3 separate regions of the Zea mays genome follow, and all the other regions are linked to region 2. The links are chromatin contacts, called in public Hi-C maps. All regions are on one chromosome and are shown on one strand. The core of a region is the stretch at or near the end of the contact, and the rest is flanking DNA. Distances in the headings are between cores, read along the strand shown. Region 1 holds the start of LOC100282513 (40S ribosomal protein S29-like). Region 2 holds the start of LOC100275998. Region 3 holds the start of LOC100283852 (VTC2).

Region 1 (3,605 bases), core at 965-3,464, 600 kb after region 2:
GTAGGGGTTGGGGCCATGGAGTGGGGTGGGGTGTGTGTGTGTGGGGGTGAGGGGGGCAGAGAAGAAGAATATGAACCCTCTTCAGCAACCTCTTGACAGGTTTATTGGTTCTCAACCAAGACTTAGTTATTAATATGAACTCAAACTGACCATTAGTGAGCAAGGCAATTAATCAGCAGAAGGATAACCTAAAGCAAAGTCGCCATCACCAATCCCTTAGGTTATCTCCAGCAGCTTACCCATCCCCATATCCATACTCCGCTCTGCGAACAGTGCAGTCTATGGTGCAAAGCAGTGTTTTTTGGGTTACCATATAGGTGAACTGCTGAAGACGGTCTTAGTGACACAAAGTGCATTCTCATGAATGGAGCAAGTAATGCAGATTCCCTCACTGAAAGCATTGCAAGAGAAGAATATGAACCCTCTTCAGCAACCTCTTGACAGGTTTATTGGTTCTCAACCAAGACTTAGTTATTAATATGAACTCAAACTGACCATTAGTGAGCAAGGCAATTAATCAGCAGAAGGATAACCTAAAGCAAAGTCGCCATCACCAATCCCTTAGGTTATCTCCAGCAGCTTACCCATCCCATATCCATACTCCGCTCTGCAAACAGTGCAGTCTATGGTGCAAAGCAGTGTTTTTTGTGTTACCATATAGGTGAACTGCTGAAGACGGTCTTAGTGACACAAAGTGCATTCTCATGAATAGAGCAAGTAATGCAGATTCCCTCGCTGAAAGCATTGCAAGAGAAGAATATGAACCCTCTTCAGCAACCTCTTGACAGGTTTATTGGTTCTCAATCAAGACTTAGTTATTAATATCAACTCAAACTGACCATTAGTGAGCAAGGCAATTAATCAGCAGAAGGATAACCTAAAGCAAAGTCGCCATCACCAATCCCTTAGGTTATCTCCAGCAACTTACCCATCCCCATATCCATACTCCGCTCTGCGAACAGTGCAGTCTATGGTGCAAAGCAGTGTTTTTTGGGTTACCATATAGGTGAACTGCTGAAAACGGTCTTAGTGACACAAAGTGCATTCCCATGAATGGAGCAAGTAATGCAGATTCTCTCACTGAAAGCATTGCAAGAGCTATGCAGAGGCTAAGCTATCCTGCTATCAATCTTGCAATTCGCAGAGCAATGCAATGAACACCAGTCCGAGCAGTGCACAGTTAATGGCTCGCCCCAGGTAGATCAACATCCAATCCCAGTGAATCACTGATCAACCCAATCGTGAAGACCTAAATTACCTAATGATTTTTATGAACATAACTGAACTACAATTTGTATCAGTTGATAACATAATACTTTTGGTTGAACCAAAGAAACAATCGATAGATTCTGAACATGCAATTGTGTGGCCACAACATTTTCAGTGACAATCCACAATCAGTAATCACCTTGTCAGCAACTAAAAAAACTTTGTTCTTCTACATGTTAAACTGATCATCTCAGTGTTGTTCCGGAAAATTGAACTGCGGGGAATTCCAAAGAATCTACAGAGAATTCGAGCAGGAAGGAGGTGCCCCGAACCTGGAGCACGGAGAGTCGGGCGGAGGCACGCGAGCAAGGTCATCAGCAATTCAGCACCAGCGGGCGGCATGGTGCCGAGGTGCGGGCAGCTGGTCCGCGCCTCTACCCACCCCGCCGCCGCGCCGTAAAGGTCACCCAAATCCAGTTTTCCGTCGGCCACCTCGACCCCGTCCTCATGTTGTTGGCTCCTTGGCTCCTCCCGTCGGCGCCGTCCTCCTCCCTCTCCTTCCCCTGGCAGAAACGCACGGACGCGACCGAGCGGATGTTAAAGAGAGAGAAAAAAGCAGCTACAACCTGGAGTGTGAGGTGTGCAGCGCTACGCGGAACGTTCGCACCATTTGGGACCACAACGTACCCTCACCGGCGACGGAGGACATCGTCGGAGACGAGGTGGAGGCGGTCGAAGGCAACAGCCAACAGGAGACGAATCAGAATCAACCAACGGAGCCGTCGAGCCTGGGGAGTGGGGAGAGACTTGGACTAAACCGCAGACACATATGGCCCATGTGGCCCAGAAGGTTCATTTCAGCCCAATTACAGGACTATGGAACTACGGGCCATTTGGCCCAATCGGGTCTGCTCCTGGCTTAGGGTTTCGCTCGCTGCGTCAGCTATATATTCCGCTTCTCCCAACGGCGCCGCTACTCAGTGCTCACCGAACTCCATCTATCTCTTCCCCACGAACGCTTGCGGCGGCGGCGGAATTAGGAGGCGATGGGGCACTCCAACGTCTGGAACTCGCACCCCAAGAACTACGGGCCCGGATCCCGCGTCTGGTACGTGTGTTCCATTTACCGGCACATATTTTTTTTGATGCGTTTAATCGAATTTATAGATGTAGGAGTTTCTTTTTATTTTTTGCTCTGTGTGGATTTAGGTTCCTCCGTCGATCGGTGATAGTTATGGACTAGATTTTGGATCGATGTGATTCGAGTTTGTGTAGTGTATTCGAGGGTTCCTTAGTTACGTTAATTGATTATTGCGGTTTACTATAGCCAATTTTATGGATCGTTTGCCCAGGTTACAGACAGTTTGATTCTGGACTTGTCTGTGTTCATTGTTGTCATGTATGGCACACAAGTATAAGTTCCAACAATTCAGCTAAGCACTATTATTTAGTCTGCAGTGGTATGCTCCTTATTGTGGCGTTGTACTTAGCGGAACTTGTTCACTTTGACAGCCGTGTCTGTGCGAACCCTCATGGACTGATCAGGAAGTACGGGCTGATGTGCTGCAGGCAGTGCTTCCGCAGCAATGCCAAGGACATTGGCTTCATCAAGGTATGCAATATAAGCTTCAAACTCCTGTGTGAATGATGCTTAGCATCATTAATGCTTTATGATTTTGTATTGGATATTTAGTCTGAAAAGTTGCTATCAAAAAACACGACAAGAAAAAAGTGAAAGACCGATAAATCCATTAGTTAATATTTGTGAAATAGCTCCATTTAGACACTATTCTGCTTTTAGTTAGCCTCCATCGTAAACATGGAAAAGGCTCCAAGATTCTATGATGTAAAGTGTCTGATACTTATCTGTTGTTTTATCATCTTTAATTCTTTAATGAATTAGTTACTGCCAGCTTTTAGGCGACATCTTGCAGTTTAGGGCATTCCTATGTATTTAGACTGTTTCTTTGGCACTTTGTTCCCTTTCTTGCAAGTGCAGCTGTGGTATTTTGTTGAAACATGCCCTACACTTTGCTGGTAGTCTTTTTTTATTCAAAGAATGAATTGTGGTTACATGTTTTTCATGTTGACATGAAAACATTAATGTATGGCTATGGCACATAAAGTGCCTACAATTATTTTGCTGCCCATGGCAATATTTTTGAAATTTCTCCAATTTGGTTGACTTACTATTGCTCTTTAACCAATGCAATGCCTATATTTTTGTTGCAGTACCGCTGAAATCAGGTGGGAATGGACCATGTGGTAGAGGCGAGGCTGTAGTTTTATTTCCAGTAATTTAGATGTTTTGTTCAGAAGTCTGCTAGTAAAGACTGCTACGTTTATGATGAAGAACTTAGCCATGTTGGTCATATTGATCATGAGTTACCTATGTT
Region 2 (3,366 bases), core at 628-3,127:
GACCTAGAATTGCATGGTTTTTACAATGGCGGTCCAACAAACTATACAGTATCCACCACAGACGCCACTAATTTCTCATAGACAGACAGACAAGAAGAAGCATTGCCAACCAGGAAATGAAAATGCTGCCATCAAAACACAGCATTTAGAATATCTGGATTCTGGATAAACTTTATCAGCCCGGTCATCCACAAAAGTAATGTAAACAAAACAAAACTAGACATACAACATACATATTAGTAATTACAGCAATGGCACATATATTTATGCTATGCGCATAGCCTTCTTCCTCCAATAAACTTACATATCCTCCATCCATTGTGCAGTTCCAGCAACAAACATCAGTCATCAGTGTACTTAAATATTAGGGAAAATAAAATGTTGGAGGCTAAAATGAGCCTTGCAGACGGTCCGGCCCTGAGGCCGGACGGTCCGCGGTGGCGGCGCGGACGGTCCGCGCGCGCGCAGAGTCAGTTAGGGTTCCTAGTTTCTCGCGGGATTTGTTACCTAAAACCGCGGGATTAACTCGGGAAACAGTTGGAAACGGATCCAGACCTCCCCCTTTATATAGATGAAGGGCTACGGCCGATTGAACCCCCCAACAATCGATCAAATCAAGTCTATTACTCGTATTTACTTTACGCATTAGGAGTAGTTCTAGTCTAGTTCTAGTTTAGCCCTAGTTTAGCCTTCCAATCCCCAAATTCTCCGCCTCTCTTCGACTCCACGTCGATTAGAGGAGTCTAGGTCGGTCTGTCCGAGCCTAGACACCACCTAGGATCTCTCCTCCCCGACGGGGTCCCTCCCGGGAGCGAGATTCAGGCGCCGCCGGTGACCTTCGCCGCCCCCTGCGCACGCGCGGACCGTCCGGCCCTAGGGCGCGGACCGTCCGGCCGTCAGGCAGGGAACCTTTGCCCCTGCGCCAGGTCGCGGACCGTCCGGCCCTGTGCCGCGGACCGTCCGCGCCTGACCAGAGAGCACCGCCGCCGGTTCTTGTTGAGTGTTTGGCGCTCCGAAAAGGCGTCAACAGAAAACAACCAAACTGCGACACAATTGTCAGACCCAGATAACTTCAGCTACCGATCGGACTCAATCAAATCAGAGAACCGAACACATTGCAGCCACAATATTGATAACCAAGACGCACTAAGGGGCTGTTTGGTTCTATAACTATGGTGCCAAAAATTATCACACAACTTTATGACACACTTGCCTAAGATGTCTGAGGTTAGGCGCTCAAATTCTACGTCAAAGTTTGCCACGCCTAAGAGAATCTTACACGAGTGACACCTACGTAGCAGGAGAAAAATCTTGCCACAACTGTGGCTTCAAACCAAACACATGCCTAACTTGGTCAAACTTACTTAACCTTAAGGCGTGGCAAACTGTGGCATGTGGCAAGTAAGGAACAGCCCCTAAATCTTAATAGCACAGTCACGTTTCTGCACACACTAGGAGCACGAAAGCACCTACAGCGATAGATAGCGAGGGGCGGGGATCGAACCTGGAGGTTGTTGCCCTTGATGTGCGCCCATACCAGCTTGATGGCCTCAGTCCGGGGCAGCTCCGCCGCGCCGCCGACGAACTCCCGCAGCTCTGTAGAGATGGGCTTCGGCTTGGTGATCCCGCTCGCCGGCTTCTTCTTCCCCGCCGCCTTCTTCCCCTCTTTCCCTACCCCCTCGGCCGTTGCCTCCGCCCGCACAGCCACGGCGCCCCTAGCCCTCATCCGCACCGACACCACAGACACAGCCAAGGGCGCCCGCCGGAGTGCGACGGGGCACGCAAGGAGCTCGCCGGAGCGGATGGCCACCGACATCGCCGGGGGGCTCGCGCAGCTAGGGTTTATCCGTGTGGTTCTGGGGATAAGGTTTCGCGGTGGCCATGGGCGACCGAGGTCGCCGGGTAGTAGGCCGGCCGGGGACGTACCTGCCGTCGGATGGAGGAGTGGCGGATCGGGCGGCCGAGATCTCCGCAATCGCGTGCGTTTGAAAACCTTATCCGCCTTTCGACGTGGGAGACAACGGTAGGTAGTGTGGAAATAGAATACGGGCTATATCTGATAATAATTTTATTTTAATTAAATTCGAATTTGAATATATGCACTGTCAATTTTATGAGATATGATATAAATGAATAGGGACAATTTTGATTATGGCCTTAGTTGGCCAGCAATTATGATTTTACCTCATATTTTTCAACTTTATATTTTTATCCCTCCATTTTAAAAACAAAATTATCGTTTACCCCTTCCCCTCAGGGTCGTTAATGAAAAATAGAATTAGTAATTAAAAACAAAAAATGTGAAAAAAGTGGGTGAAAGGTCCAAACTACCTTCCTATTCTGTATGTCGCAACTCTAATAAGGTAAAATCACAATTACATACTCTGACGAGAGGTAAAATCGCAATAAATTGCATGGATATTTTTATCTTTTCACATAAAATTTAATATCGTTAACCGCACATAACGATGCAAAGATATGGCAGAGCTACGTTTTCCAAACGAAGGGTAAAATCATAATCGCTAGACTAGATAGGGTATATACGTGAGCTAAATACTCAACCTATGAGTCTTTTATTGGGTAAAAATCTTTACCAAATAGGTAAACTGATATTAGAACGTTCTATCCTCACCTATCGTTATTTGGACCATTGTAACACCAAAAAACCCATCAACTAAAAATAATAAAATTAGTAAAATATGGTAATCATAATTTTTTAGTGATTAATTATTTATTTGCATTTTTGGATCAGTTTTCTTTGCATGCGCTTGATTGATTATCGCTTGATTGATTATCAGATGATTGTTATTAACTTCCTTTTAAAAAGAAATCCTAGTAATTAAATAATAATTAAGTAATATAGTAATTATTAGTCTAAAAACAAGTATTCTATTTATAAATATTTTTGGTAAATTTTTTATGAATTTTTGAGCTCTTTAAACAAGCATTTTAGAATTAAAAAAAAAACTAAACCTACAGCCGACCCACTTGGGGCCCATGCCCCAAACCCTAAACCGAGCACGCGCGCTGCTGGCTGCCAGCAGCCGCCGCCGCCTCCCTCTACTACTCCCCTTTCTCCTCTATTCTCTCTCTCCCCTAATCTCTCTCTCCCTCGCCGCTCCTCTCTCCTCTCTCTGCTTCTCTCTTACGCGCGCACACCAGCGCCCCGCCGCCGAGCCGCGGCACCGCGCGAGCTCCGCCCTACGCGCCGCACGCGCTCCCTGGCCATGCCGCGCGAGCCACACCGGCCCCTGCACACTGCCCCGCGCGCGATGTCGCCCTGCACAGCAGCCGAACGCCCGACGCCGCGGTCGAGCGAGCACCCGAGCCGACGCCCGCGCGCGAGCAGCGCGCTGTCCACCCGCG
Region 3 (3,584 bases), core at 98-2,597, 880 kb before region 2:
TAATAGAATCACTCGGTGATTAATGTAGGTGCTTTGCGAAGTGCTTAGGTTCGTTAAACTGTATTAGCGCTTGCTCTATATTTGTTCCTAGTTGTGTGAGTGAGATTAGACAACCCACAAACTCCTCGGCTCTTGCGCGAGCCGTTGTAATATTGTACTGAGTGGGGTGAGAGTCTTGCGAGACTGTATCAACCGTGTTTGTGATACGTCCGCCACCGTGTACCAGAGGGAATGAGGCCGCAACGTTTATCCCGAAAGCTCGATAGTGAAGACGACGTGGAGCGTCCGAGAGGAGTCGGAAGCGAAGCACCACTTGCGCGCGGAGAAGACACGTGGCTCTCTATGAACTTACTCGTCCGTGGTGCTTGGCCCTCACGTGGGTTACCCTTTGCGTAGGGACATTAACGAGGATTAGTTAAGACCTTGCGTGGTTCCGAATACCTCGGTAAAAATACCAGCGTTGTACACGAGAGTTTACATCCCTACATTTATTTTTTAACTTTCAAGTCCTAATTCACCACCTCTCTTGAGCGTCTCAATTCCTTTCAAACAAAAAGAAACCATTCACTCTGTACCTCTTATCACATCGAGGACATGGACTCCTGTAGAAGAGATCAACCAACACGATAGAGGACTGGGCCCTAAATTAGCATAGCACTTCCTCTACATCTCCCTCGGCTCATTCTGATTGTAAGAACACCCTCAATCGAGCATTTCTAGCACAAAAAACACAAAATTATTAGATATATGGCTCAAAGGACCGAAACAGGATAAATTGCTCGTGTGTTTGAGTGTTTTATGGTGCTCAAATCACTGGAGGTGCACATGCCGAGCCACGTCGAACAACCTTATGCTTCGTGGTTATGAACACACGTCAACAAAATTAGTATAATAAAATTAAATAATTGATCACTAGTTATAGAGAGAAAACTTTTAATATATTTATGATACCTGTTTTGTATGTTGATAGATAAAAAAACTGCAAAAAACAAATATACATATATATATATATTAATATTAAAATGGATATGAAGGGGAATATATTTTTAATAAAATTTTAGCGGATAAGAAAAACATGATAACTTAAATATCTATTTATATTTTCGCCTCTGTGCTCGTGGTCCCCAGCATGGGAAACGTGAACCACCCGACCGGAGACAAGAAAAAACTGAACACAGCGAGTATTGCGTATATAATAAATAAAAAGAAAAGAAAAAGAAATACCGTGGCGCAGAGAGGAGAGAGAGAATCGGGTATCGTCCGTGTCCGTCCAGATCCACCACACAGCAGCGCACCAGCCAGCCACAGCCACACCACAAATCCGCCACCGCAATCGCCTCCCCCTATTTAATGCCATCCCGCTTCCTCCGTTCTTCCCAAACCAAACCCAGCTCAGGCACAACCCCAACGCACCGCCGCCGCTCGCCTGGCCTCACCTCGCCGGAGAAGAGTTATAAGACAGGAGAACCCCGTCCCCGGGGCGCAGGCCTCGGCAGCTTCCGTGACCACCGCCCAATCCTGCCACAGCTGCCCTCCCTCCTCCCCTCTGGGCGTGGCCGAGTTGTAGGCATCACGGCTAGCGTTGCAGCCCCCCGGCGCGGCCCCGCAGCTGCGCAGGTGGAGCCCACGGGCACCATCGCCTCCGCTGTCGCGTCCAGCCCCGCTCCGCACGGCGGCCGCGGGGCGCTGCCCTCGGCCGGAGGAAGCCCGTCCGATCTCCTCTTCCTCGCCGGCGGCGGTCGCCTCTGAGCCGTTCCTGTCTCTCACCTTCTTCCTTTCCTAGCAATTAGTCCCTTCTGCTAACCCCCCCGGACCCCGACGAGTTCTCACCCCGAGAGTAACTGACCGACCTACCGGCATGGAGATGAAGCTGACCATCAGGAGGGTGCCCACCGTCGTCTCCAACTACCAGGAGGACGCCGACAAGCCGCGCGCGGGCTGCGGGAGGAACTGCCTCGGCGACTGCTGCCTGCCTGGTGAGCCACCTACCCCCCTAGGCAATTCCCTATTGACGGTCAATCTGACGTCGTTTCCGTCGACAATCCGGTTGAAAATCTTGGGAATATTAACAACTTATTAGTATTTGCATTGGATCCTGTCCCATTTTAAATTGTGCCCCGAAGCCTTGTGCACGATTCGTTTAGAAAATTCTCGGAATTTCTACAGCAAAAGGTGTCGTTTGTGCTCCACAAAGTTGGGGGCCTTTGCAAACTGAACAGCCGAAACAGAGTGTTCAGTTTTTTTTTATCTGCACTATTTTGGTTCATGCCTCCGGTTAAAAATTGTTACCATCAGCGGTTTTCGGGTAACAATTAGCTGTTATCCGCCTCGAATTGAGTTGGGTTAAATAAGGATATAATAAACAGATATCTTATGCAACTGTGGATATTTATAATAACTTTTCAGTCTGAACCCCAGGCCATTATAACTAACGCAAGCAAAAACATAGAGCCTTTTGTATTATTATTATGTGCATACTGTATGCCTCACTGGAAATATGGTTTCTTTTTTGACTTGGTGGAAACCTCACTAAGACATCAGCAAATTAGTATTGTACTTGCTTCACTGGACATGGAAGTAGCAAATTACTCTGCACTTTTATTGGATTAACATTTGCATCTTTGAGCAGCTTCCAAGCTTCCCCTCTACGCGTTCAAGTTGACTCCGGCAAAGGGCTCGCAGGAGGATGCTGCTTCAACCAAGTTACTTGTTGATATTCTCCTTAGTGAGGTAAATAAAAGTTTGTGATTTTTGTTGGGACTTCACCTGTGCTAGTTTTAAGTTAGGACTTTAGGAGGGGATTGAAGGTGGTTTGGGGGGATTAAATCCCTTGAGGGCATGTTCGGTTATTTTCAATCCATATGGATTGAAGGAGGTTGATATGGATTGAGAGGGATTTTGACTTGCTAGGGATTAAAACCCTCTCAATCCCCCTCAGTCCATATGGATTGGGGTAGAACCGAACAAGCCCTGATAGTCAAAATTGAATAGAAGAGGATTTAATCCCCTTCAGTCCCCTGCTTAGGGCTTGTTTGGGACCAAGGGATTTGGAGGGGATTGAAGAGGCTAAAATCCTCTACGCGTTCAAGTTGACTCCGGCAAAGGGCTCGCAGGAGGATGCTGCTTCAACCAAGTTACTTGTTGATATCCTCCTTAGTGAGGTAAATAAAAGTTTGTGATTTTTGTTGGGACTTCACCTGTGCTAGTTTTAAGTTAGGAGGGGATTGAAGGTGGTTTGGGGGGGATTAAATCCCTTGATAGTCAAAATTGAATAGAAGAGGATTTAATCGCCTTCAGTCCCCTGCTTAGGGCTTGTTTGGGACCAAGTGATTTGGAGGGGATTGAAGAGGCTAAAATCCTCTTGCTCCCAAGCAAGCCCTTAGTTTTTTCGTACTGTATCAAGGAGTCGGATGAATCTATACCAACGAGGCCCTTAGGATGAAATATATTAGGAATCAATATATCTACATCTAGTCTAGTAAGAAATATGCAAATCAGTTAAGAATATGGGGAAACATATTTGGACCATTCTTTGTAAGTACAGCGTTGAGCAGTGGAAAACCTGGCAGGCACAAATCGAAAGA

What was found. Hi-C and Micro-C count contacts between places; a contact is called where the count stands out from the background.
Region 1: a contact with region 2 is called in a Hi-C map of tassel, with 2.2 times the contacts expected there. The contact joins the promoter of LOC100282513 here to the promoter of LOC100275998 in region 2. A contact is called at or near these places in 4 of 25 Hi-C or Micro-C datasets (ear, endosperm, leaf and 1 more).
Region 3: a Hi-C map of tassel shows a contact between it and region 2, with 4 times the contacts expected there. The contact joins the promoter of LOC100283852 here to the promoter of LOC100275998 in region 2. A contact is called at or near these places in 3 of 25 Hi-C or Micro-C datasets (bundle sheath, endosperm and tassel).

Annotation. Positions count from the first base shown.
Region 1 is chr6:29,946,286-29,949,890 of Zm-B73-REFERENCE-NAM-5.0, reverse strand. It overlaps LOC100282513 (40S ribosomal protein S29-like), which reads left to right and starts at 2,214. Exons shown (of 3, transcript NM_001159462.2): 1 at 2,214-2,317; 2 at 2,722-2,821; 3 at 3,442-3,605. The coding sequence starts at 2,256. The coding sequence ends at 3,450. LOC103630926 (a long non-coding RNA gene) reads right to left here and starts at 2,005. Exons shown (of 4, transcript XR_002262999.2): 1 at 1,897-2,005; 2 at 1,542-1,772.
Region 2 is chr6:30,541,764-30,545,129 of Zm-B73-REFERENCE-NAM-5.0, reverse strand. It overlaps LOC100275998, which reads right to left and starts at 1,877. Exons shown (of 2, transcript NM_001149896.1): 1 at 1,505-1,877. The coding sequence starts at 1,816.
Region 3 is chr6:31,420,389-31,423,972 of Zm-B73-REFERENCE-NAM-5.0, reverse strand. It overlaps LOC100283852 (VTC2), which reads left to right and starts at 1,347. Exons shown (of 6, transcript NM_001156750.2): 1 at 1,347-1,976; 2 at 2,630-2,730. The coding sequence starts at 1,859.